Regions from separate parts of the Sus scrofa genome. Here region 1 is linked to region 2. A link is a contact called in public Hi-C data. All regions are on one chromosome and are shown on one strand. Each heading gives the region's core, a stretch centred on a gene start, on an enhancer-like site or on the middle of the called end of the contact. The rest is flanking DNA. Distances are from core to core; before and after follow the strand shown.

Region 1 (5,159 bases), core at 1,379-3,878, 1.5 Mb after region 2:
GACCCCTAGCCTGGGAACTTCCAAATGCTGCGGGTGTGGCCCTAAAAAGCAAAATACATACATAAAAATTAAAAATCGTCGCAATTCTCCCTTAAAATAAAAAATTTAAAAAGTGAAAAAAATTTAAAATCTACAATAAGACTCATTGAATTAAAAAAAAATGTGAACTGGAAACTGGCACTTGTCATCACTTGCATCAGCCTCTACATGGACTGAATAATGAGTCACTGCAGCTGCCGACCCACAGCAACTCCTGAGCAGAGCTCAGGGTGGAGATCAGGAGTGAGGCACTCTGTGCGCCAGGAAAACTGGCAGAACAGGTCTTCAGACAGATATTTTTAGGAGAAGATTTTTTTTTTTAATTTTTTGTCTTTTGTCCTTTTAGGGCCACACCTGCAGCATATGGAGGTGCCCAGGGTCTAATCTGAGCTGTAGCTGCCGGCCTTCACCACAGCCACAGCAACGGCAGATCCGAGCCACGTCTGAGACCTACCCCACAGCTCACGGCAATGCCAGATCCTTAACCCACTGAGCAAGAACAGGAATCGAACCCACAACCTCATGGTTCCTAGTCGGATTCATTAACCACTGAGCCACAACAGGAACTCCCAGTTTGTGTATTTTTTTAAGTCCACAAAAAGAAGCTGACATAGTGTCTATGAGGATGCAGGTTCGACCACTGGCTTCGCTCAGTGGGTTAATGATCCAGCGTTGCCGAGAGCTACAGCACAGGTCGAAGCTGTGGTATTGCTGTGGATGTGGTGTAGGCCAGTAGATATAGCTCCAATTTGACCCCTTGCCTGGGAACTTTCATATGCCCTAGGTGCAGCCATAAAAAGGAAAAAAAAAAAATTAAGGATCTTGAGATGAGACCATCCTGGGTTTAAGATGGGCCCTAAATCCAATAGCAGCCATGCTATCGAAAGAAAAGAAAGGGAGGCAGATTTGATTCAGACACCAGAGAGAAGTCCATGCAAAGGCAGAGGTAGCCATTGCAGCGATGCAGCCCCAAGCCATGGTTCCCCTGGAGCCACCAGAAGCTGGGACATAGGAGAAAGGATCTTCCCCAAGAGACTCAGGGGCAGCTCGGCTCTGCTCACACCTTGATCTTGGATTTCTCTCCTCAAGAAACATGAGGGAACACATTTCTGTTATTTTTAAGCCACTAAGTCTCTGAGGGCTTACACCCAGGAGGATACAGCTCAGATAGCTCTGAAGGACTGTTCCCAACAGGTAAAGTGGGGAGCTGGGATAGATAGGAGGTTTTGCTGAAACAAAGAAGGTAGTTCTGAAACTGAGCACTACCGGCCTGAATCTAGCCAGATTGGGACTTGAACCCACGTGCTGGGACTCGAACCCAGCCTAAAGCAAGATTGGGACTTAAACCTATGGTTTTAAATTAGAATCACTCACCTGGTGTCTGGACCCACTGAGGTTCAGGTTCTTCGTGCCTCCGAGCAGAAGGAATTCAGCGAAAGACAGTGATAGGCAAGAAATAGATTTAAGATAGGACTCTTTTGAGAGATGCAAGCGGGCAGGCAAGAAGGCTCTGCACCTCCACCCGCACCCCCCAACTTGGTGGGCTACAGTTTTATCATCCAAGGGGAGTTGGGGGTGGGAAAAGACCACCTCGTCCTCTTTCTCAGAGCTATAGCTCCTCCTTAGAATCTGGTAAGGTGTAGGCGGTCCTCAAATTCCTGCACTGGGTCAGAATCTGAATGCAGGCCTCAACCCATCCCCCACCCAATGACCTGAAGCAATTCTCGTACTTGCGCTAGTCAAGCAAGCCTGCCTTGTTCTGATGGATTTCTTGAGCAATTATTAACTTACAGTGATCTCTCAAAGTCCCCCAGGTTTCCCTCTCTATCTATGATCCTTTATTGGGACTTCTACAACTACCTGTGCCTACTCCATCCCATCAGTTCAACATCAAAAGATTACTGCTACTCAAAAAATAGACTCTCAAGTTGATTTCAGCGCTTTTCCATGTACAGGAAGATGCAAGAGTCTGGGCTCATTGGAATCATTGCTTGGATATGTGCTTTCTCTAGGGTCAATATCCCATCTTTTTCCATCCTGAATTCCCCTCAGGGTGTACCTGAGGGGGAAGCTGATGGCTTTAAAGACCATTATTCTTTGTTTACTGAAACAGCAAGTGCTCTTTGAGCCTATCACTTAATACCACTTAATATTTAATAGCTATATGACTTTGAGCAAGCCGCCTTACTTGCCTGGCTCCCAGTTTCCTCGCCTGCAAAATGGGATGTTTATTTCCTTGCAGCACATGCTAAAACTTATAGGTGATGTTCAGTAACTGATTCCTGGTGCCTAGCAGCCTTTCTGAGCCCCATCTCTGAAAGAGCAAGATTCCCCAATTCTGCCTCCATTCGCATGGCCGTTTTAGGACTCAACAATAAAATAAAATAAAGTTGAAGGCTGAAATGATTTTCCGTCTAACCAAACGATTTCCAGTCTGATTCTGCCGGCGTTGGGAATAAGCGTCCTCCTCGCGACTTCGCCACGGATTTGGTCTCCCCTGCACCTGCGCAGAATGCAAACGCTCAGGCCCGCCCCTTGGAGGGTGTGACTTCCTTGGGTACACTCTTTGGCCACGCCTACTTCCGGGGAAGTAGGGGACGGCCGCGCCTGGAGCACGTGATTTTGTTCCGGCTAGCCAAAGATGGCGGCGCCCACAGTTGTAGCGTGAGAGTTGTTGTGGGAGTCGGTATCCATTCGCGCTGGAATCAAAATACTGGGAGAGCGTGCGCCATGTCCCGACTAATCGTGAAGAACCTCCCGAATGGGGTGAGTACAGAGCTTGGACTTGGGAATCTGAAATTGGGACCAGCGAGGAGCTGGGGGTTGGGAGGGAGGTAGTTGGGGGAGAATTAGGGGATTACGCTCTGAGGCAGGATTCCGGGATGATTCAGAACCCAAAAGGGTCAGGATTCTTGGCAGATCCCCATTTGACAGACGGGAGAGAGGGATAGCGTCTGCTTAAAATTTCACAACTAGCACGTTGTTTCCTGACCCCAGTCGGACACCTCCTTCCCCGGGAGATGCCAATCCCTACGTTGTGTCAAATGCCGTGCTCCCACAACCCTCTTTTTGCATCACTTTTTTTTGTTGACTCGTGACTGGGTCAGACACTATCTTTTTTCCTCTTCCCCTGCGAACAGTTTCGGGGAGGAAAATGGGGAGCAATAGGCTGACGACCTGCGTTCCAGTTCCCACTCCCGCCTTTAGGACAGGTAGGGAGAGTTTAAGAAAACTGGGTGTGAAGAGCTTGCGACTACTTGTCCAGTAAGTGAGGAGGGGTGACCCAGCCATACTTATCTCTGTTTCCTTAGAGTCAAGCACAGAACTGAGCACATGGTAGGCATGCAGTAAAAACATGCTGAATAAATGAATGAAAAACTAGATGAATGTGTGGCGGTAGATGATTAGATGCAGTGTACCTGAGTGGATCATCCGTTTCTATTTCACTAGAACTTGAAGGGAGAGCCCCTACACTCACCCACTGGTGTTGCCAGTAAGGTCATTCCCATAATGAAACTCCTATTTGGTTGGCTTGAGAGATCTTCTGTACTCCTTAGAGTAAGAACATAAAGCCATTTTTGTTTAATTGTTGTGTTTTTTAACTCTACCTTTTTTCCACCTCTGGTGGAAACTGTCAAGGGATTTTTTAAGTTCAGTGGTGTAAAACAAGAAACAATGTCTTTTTTTCCATCCCATCCTCCATCTCCCTCCAGGAATAACCATCTTTATGGCTTGTTTTTAGTACTCCTCATAGGCATCACTCAGTGTCCAAAGAGTGACCTCTTAACCTTGATTTCTTGGCTTATTTATCCCAATGACTGTCTGCTGACCCCCACTATGAAAGATAAGAAACCTACATCATCTGTGCCTTCCTTCCAGTCTATGTTATTTGTTTCTCATTCTTCCATCATTTACCCTAAATAGTATACTTTAAAAATATCTATCATCGATCCCTCCTTTGGCCTCAGACAGTGTCTCTTGGTGCCTTCCTCCTCTGATGGAGGAGGATTTTAGCATGGCTACTCATTCTCCTCCCCCCAACTAGCATCTCATTGTGTTTCTCAGTGTGGCTTTGTCTCTCAACATTGCTCGTGTGATGAGTGAATGAATAAAAACCATAGTAGTAGCACCTGATGCTTTGAGAACTTACTGTGCGCCAGACACTATTAGGTAAAGTAATTTATTTAAACTTTACCATAAACCAATGAGAAAGATTCCATTACTATGATGCCCACTTTAAAGGTGAAGAAACCGGGGTACAGCAAGGTAAAGTGATTTGTCTGAGGTCACACATAGAGCAGGGATTGAACTGAGCAGGCTGGTTCTAGAATTTGCAGTCTTTACCACTACACCATCGTGTCTGTCTTAGCATGACTGTATGCATTTGTCTTTACTCTGTCCCATCAGATAAATATTTGGCAGTGAGTCCTCTGTACATTGCTGACATTGTAAACAGAGGTGGATAGAGCTTGGTCCCCATTTTTATGGCCCTTGGAGTCTAATGGACCAGGCACACCAGATCATTCTGGCATAGGTACAGGGATTGAAGTGCAAACTGGTGCTGTGTAAGCACAGAGGGGTTGGTTACCTGACCCACCTGGGGAATCTAAGAACGACTTCCTGGGGGAGGAGTTAACCAGGGCCTGTCTGGGGAAATTTCACCCAGAGGAGACAACAGTAGTAAAACCTCAGAGATGAGAAGCAGAGAAGGCTGCAAGGAATTCATCAAGAGGCACAAGAGGTGGGTCAGGACCAGATCGTGAAGAACAGCCTGTTTTTCCTTAGATGTTTATTCTTGAGCCTTTGGTGTTAAAAGTCCCCAAAGGTTTTTGTCGGAGGAATGATGGGTCAGACTTGAATGTGGTCTCTGCCAGGTGATGGGAAGATGAATTCATTGCCTTTTATGTATCTGAGTTGAGCCACAGACCTTGGACAGATCATTTACCCTCTCTGAGCTTCTTTTTATCCTGAATAAAAGGCAGGTAAAAATTCCGAAGTCATAGTGGTCATGAGATTTTAATGAGATCAAAGTTATTTAAAGAACCTGCCTCAGAAAATGTCTCTTACTTTTTTCCTGGGCTACCAAGACCTCTAGCTTCTTTGATTTCAGGTCTTGTTTC
Region 2 (5,560 bases), core at 2,483-4,982:
CTCCCCTCCCCAGGGTAAGAAAAACAAGAGTGGGGCGTTCAAGGGGGAAGTTAGGGTCTCTTCCAGGCTGTACTCCAGGGGGCACTGTGACATTAACAACTTTTGCTGAAAAGAGGCTGCGAGTTTGATCATTGCTCTAAGAAGAACAATTCACCAACTTTGTGACCGTTTTCTCTTTAGATGTTCCAAGCCAGTATTCCAACAAAGGAAATGAACAAGGGAAATTATTTTCCCCCTCTTTTTTGCTGTGTTCCATATGTAGTGTTCAGTTTCTGCACCAAGAACATAGGGCTTTGAATAGGGAAGCAGAAGAAGATACTCAGCTCAGTAAATTAATTTCTTTCTCTCTCTTTCTCAGTAAATTAATTTCTTTTTCTCCCCTTCTTCCTTCCTTTCTCTTCTTCCCTCCTTCCCCCTCCCTCTTTCTTTCTTTCTCACCCTGTCTCTATAAATGTTTTTTTTCTCTTTTTCATGTTCCCTCCATCTCCTTTCTCCCCTTTCCTTGTCTTTCCTAAATGCTTCTCTGCAAGAAAACAACCACAGAAACCACAACAACTTTCATCTACCTTGGTTGCATTTTTCCCGATTCTTCATTTCATCCATCCTTTAAAAAAGTCTTCCTAGATGTTGCTTGCCTGTTCATTCACCAGATTTGAGTAAGGAGCGCTGTCTCTCAGTACCTTTGGGTAGATCTTAACAGTAATTATGTAGCAACTTCAAAGCAAAACTATTTGTGTGCTTTTCTCTCTTTTTCTCTGTCTTTCTGTGCACACACGCGCAGGCACACACACACTCTCAATCCTAACCCTACAAAACCCAAACAAAAAGTCCTTTTCAAACAGGGCAGAAAATTGGGTTGAAGTTAGCAGCTGGTATTTCAAATGTACAGTGATTGCAAAAACCTCTCCAAATTTGGGGGAAATAGAGGATCCTGTAAAGAAATAAAACGTCTTGAAAAAGGAAAGAAAAATAGAACTTCTTATTTGATGAGTTTCGTTTAAAAATATCATGTCTCAAAATTTCAATATTTTAGATCAGGGACTGTGAATAACACACAATGATAAAAACAAGAACAAAAAACCAGGCTGAGACATACCTTTATTTAGGATCTGCCAGAATTGAATCTGGTGCTGGCTGACCCTAATTCCTAAAGTGAATGATTTGGTCCTAGCAGTCCTGTGCCTACGGAAAGGCGATTTTATGGCAAAGAGCAAACCTTTAAAATACGATTTTAAGATATTTTAAAAATTCCACCCTTGTGCCTGTCTTTAAATAATCAGAGATGGCTTTTTAGATTTCAAGGGGGAAAAAAAAACAACACTCTTCATTCAGTAAAATCACGAACAGCAAAGCTGACTGTTTCATTGACGAAATGTTTTCCAGGGATTTTGACTTTGTTATAAATGAGGTTTTATCTCAGGAACTAAAAATACTAGAAAGGAAGGAAATCAATGAAGGGGCTGAAAATACTAGGAACTATTAACCAAATCCTCCCCTGGCAGTAAGGACTACAGTTTGTAGATGCCTCTGGAAGGCTGAGCAAAGCACAAACAAAAGGAATGATGAGAACCCCTAGGACTTGTTCCGCAGAGAAATCTTACATGCATCCAACCAAAGGGCAAGCCTTCTCCAGAGTGGGCATTTCCAAGCGTGGCAGATCTGTTTTTTGTGTGTAAGTGATTCGCACTATTTTCCATATATTTGTCTACACTTACGTAGATGATCATTTCAGAAAACTTCCATAGGAGCAATTGGAAAGATAATGTCTGACTTTTGTGTGTCATTGACACGCTTCCCGGTGAATATTACAAATAAAAATGTGTTGTAAGTTCTTTTGAAGAAAAGTATCCTTTCCCCTCCTGCCAATTTTGTCAGTTCACTGTCTATTTTGAAACCAGAAAGAAGAGAAGCGAAGCAAACTCTAAAGAAGCAGAGCTAGGCATGTGACTTTTCTGTTTTTCTCTCTTGGAAGAGGCACATTATTTAAAAGGGAGAACCCCCAGTGTTTCCTCTGGATTTTAGGAGACTACAAAAATGTAATAGCCTAGAGGAAAGAAATGAGTCCATAGGATCTTAAATAGAAATGCTTACTTACATGTGAAACATAATCAGCCTCATCACAAAAATATATGTTCATTAGCTGTGTTCTTGCTCCTTTGGAAACGGGTTCATTCATTTCAGTTTTATTTTTCGGCTATTCCTCGATTTTCTTGCCTTTGTTGTGTTAAGGTCTCGTAAACTTGCCAAGGATCATAAATCCCTTTGCAAAGCATGATATGCTGATTTAGGGGGTCCCAATTATGAGTGTGTAAAACTGAATTTTTAAAGAGTTTATTATTATTATTCACCAATATAACACTGTAACAACAACAACAAAAAGCAATTATTAGCAGAGTTCCCAGATTTATGATTTTGCTTTAAATACCTAAAAAAGTGAAAGAGAAGGAGGCTTTATTTCTAAAAGCCTATTCTCAATAACAGGATATTAATACAGTAAAAAACCCATTTGTTCCCATGCCCGACCATGAGATTCTTTCAGCAGCTTTGAAATGAGGGAACTTTTCCTAGTGTGGGCTGAGAAGCTGGAAGCGGTCTTAGAAAAATGGCCAGCAGATGGCACTCCACCCCTGGTTACTACTCCTGGACCTGCTTTTTGGTGCTGTTCTTGGTCTTTTTGACAAGGGTATGGACAGGCACCTTAGAGCTGATTCTGGGTAGTCAACGATATCATCAAAAGATGAAGAGAAGGAGGAACATGATCAAGCCAGGTTGCCACATTTGTAGGTTGTGGGTTGTCTTGCTTTTGAGAAGCTTGCTAGAGCTAAAAAAGAAACATTTGTCTTGGTGTGGGTGGATTTTGGTCTGGCACCACTGAGCAGAAAACAAGACTGTTACTTTGTAGGATTATCCAAATCCTTTCAGGTATTCAGGGAAAAAACAGATTCTTTGGTTAGTGGTGTGATTACAACACCTTCACATACCCTGTGCTAATGAAAGGCATTTTTGTTTTTTCTCAAACCTTTTAACAAAAATTTGTGTTGGCCACAAATCCTAATGATGGGGATGCCCATGGTGGAGGGAGAGAAGGATGTTGACCGTGTGTATTGTGTGGTCGCATGTGTATGTACATTTGTGTATGTGTGCATGATATTATTAGAAATGGGGGAGGCAACTGACAGATGAGTATAATGGTTGGGTGAAGGGGAAGGGTAGTTGGATAAAGGACAAAGAGAGATATATCATAAATACAGAGTCAAATGATCTGAACAGAAATGGGTAGTGCTCAGAACCAACAAAGGATTTTCTTGGCCACTTATCAGGTTGAGAGGCAAGGCAGGGAATTACAGTGTAGATGCCAAAATGCAATGATTTCTGTGACAACTGATATAGAATTGTTGCTACAGAGCATTTGAACTTGGCTAGTCCTCCAAATCAGAGGGGTATTTGGCCACCACACTCTGGGGAGAAAGGGGAAGAAAAGGAAGTTTTCATTTTCGTGGAGGCTTCAAGGTTTTCATAACATAGCTTCCAAATGCAGTAAAAACCTCAAGAAACTGGAACCCAGCCAATCAGAGCCAGAGAGGCAAATAACCAGGAAACAAGTGGCTATCAGGAATGTATTAACAACAGAAATAACAAAACTTCTTCGTGATACATCCTGGAGTCAGTGAAAACCAGCTCTTTGTCTCATGTGCATTTTCTGAAGCTTGACATTTATATACGACAGAAAAATCTATTTTTTGTTTATTCAGCATACTTTGTTAGGATTACAGAATCTGAGTTGGAAATAACAGTGATCTAATGCAAGTGCTCGTTCAAGAAAAAAGTTCATTCCAATGCAGCAATAATAGTTGCTGGTAAGTGCTTCATGGAAGCCAGGAGACATGCTTGGTGCTTTTTCTCTAGCATCTCATTTCATCTTCACCCAAAGAGATCTTCTCTCTCCATGACAGAGCTGTATTTAATATCCCACTTTACAAACAGGTTTCAGAAGGGTTAGGTCACTTGCTCAATATCACACAGTCTGAAAGATGCAAAGATAGAGTTTGGACACCTGGGAGAGTGTGCATTAAATTAGGGTATCTATGTATGGTTCTCAAGCACACATTTTGAGGTAGAAAAGGGATGCTTCTGTCAAGAGGAAAACCTGAGGAGCCTAGAATCCTCTTGCACTTTCCTTAGAGTGCCAGCCCAGGGGAGAGAGATTTGAGGTGCTGAGAAACAGAAGTGTAAACTTACTGTCCCCAAAGAGCTGCAATGAAGGTGGAGGCTGAGAGAACCAATAATTCCTTTTTAGCAGTGAGCTTTGCAACAGCACTCTCAGAGCAGAATACCAAAGCCCACTTACCTGCTAAAGCTCCGTGTAGGACAGAGCTAACCAAGGGTAAGATGGAGTTTCCCCTGTGACTCTGAAATTTGGAGGAAACATACTTTTTCCAGTTTTTAGGTCTTACCTATTTCCCATCATATCTTTATATTGAGTCCTGGTATTTTAGCCATTGCTGGGCAGGAGTATAACCAGAACCCAAAGTCAAGCAGAGATAGCATTTCTGTCCAAGTACCTCCATCATCCTTTCCTTTCCTTCTCCCCTCAACCTTCTTCATACCCTTGAAGGTTCACATGGAGTGGCTTGTCTCAGACACCAAATTCTCTGGGTCAGGCTGTGGGGCAAACTTAGCTTGCTTGGAGAATCATAACCAGACTCATTTGGCTGGAATTACCTTGCAGGTCCAAGTTGATTTCCTGGTTGGGATCATGTTAGGGAAGATTCAGTCTTTGTGCATCCAGGGGTTGGGGATAAGGGTTGGAATACGACCACCATCAGGATCATGTGCAGCACTCTGTAGGACAACAATTTTAATAAGGAAAATTCAAGTGCTTTCTACCTGGATGCTATGATCTCTCCACTCCCCTGCCCACGTTTATGTTTTATTCTGTTCACTCAGCTATTCATTGAGGGCTTAATATCTACCAGAGTCTGAGACTTGGCACTTAGAGGATTTAGGTCTGTTGAGAGTGATAGAGATATAAATGGGCATTTATAGTATCACCATCAGTGCTGGAGGAGGTAAGCTGTGATAGTGCTGGGCAGCACACTTGATTCAATTCTTTTAGTGTGGGTGGAGGGAAGAAGCAGGGAAGGCTTCCTGGAGGAGGTGACATCAAAGCTGAGACCTGATGCTGAGTTGAAGGAACAAGGTGGAGAAGGTGGGACAGACAGTTTCAGGGAGCAGGATGAGGATGTACAAAAGGGCTGGTGGTGAAGTGGGGAAGGTAGGATGCTGGAAACTGCAAATAAGTTATCTGGCTGAGGTTAGGAGAAGCAGAGTTGAAGTTGGAAAGTAGGCTGAATTGAGGTTTGTGAGCCTTGCTAAAGCTCATTATCCAGATGGCAATGGGGAGTTATGGAAGAGTTTAGGGCAAGAGGTTGATTCAACCAACTGCAACTATAGCCTCAGTGGATTTGGAGAGTTGTGTTTTAAGGAGCATCATCTTTCCAAAATATTGGTGCTATCTCCACTCCATATCCACCACTGCCCCAGGCTCTGGGATACAGGG

Evidence for each region. A called contact is a pair of places that touch in the nucleus more often than the background predicts.
Region 1: a Hi-C map of embryonic fibroblasts shows a contact between it and region 2, with 2.0 times the contacts expected there. The contact joins the promoter of RBM19 here to the enhancer-like site in region 2. A contact is called at or near these places in 2 of 5 promoter capture datasets (fetal skeletal muscle and liver) and 6 of 47 Hi-C or Micro-C datasets (embryonic fibroblasts, heart right ventricle, mesenteric adipose tissue and 3 more).

The regions. Positions count from the first base shown.
Region 1 is chr14:38,079,414-38,084,572 of Sscrofa11.1, forward strand. It overlaps RBM19 (probable RNA-binding protein 19), which reads left to right and starts at 2,629. Exons shown (of 25, transcript XM_005670677.3): 1 at 2,629-2,805. The coding sequence starts at 2,770.
Region 2 is chr14:36,615,944-36,621,503 of Sscrofa11.1, forward strand. All of the region lies in intron 3 of LOC106505934 (a long non-coding RNA gene), which reads left to right. Among named protein-coding and RNA genes, the nearest start is that of MED13L, 560 kb to the left of the region's middle. Within about 2 kb of position 3,733, at least 2 of the 83 cell types and tissues checked have an H3K27ac peak or open chromatin away from gene starts, as enhancers often do. A contact at or near this core is called in embryonic fibroblasts, where this site is marked.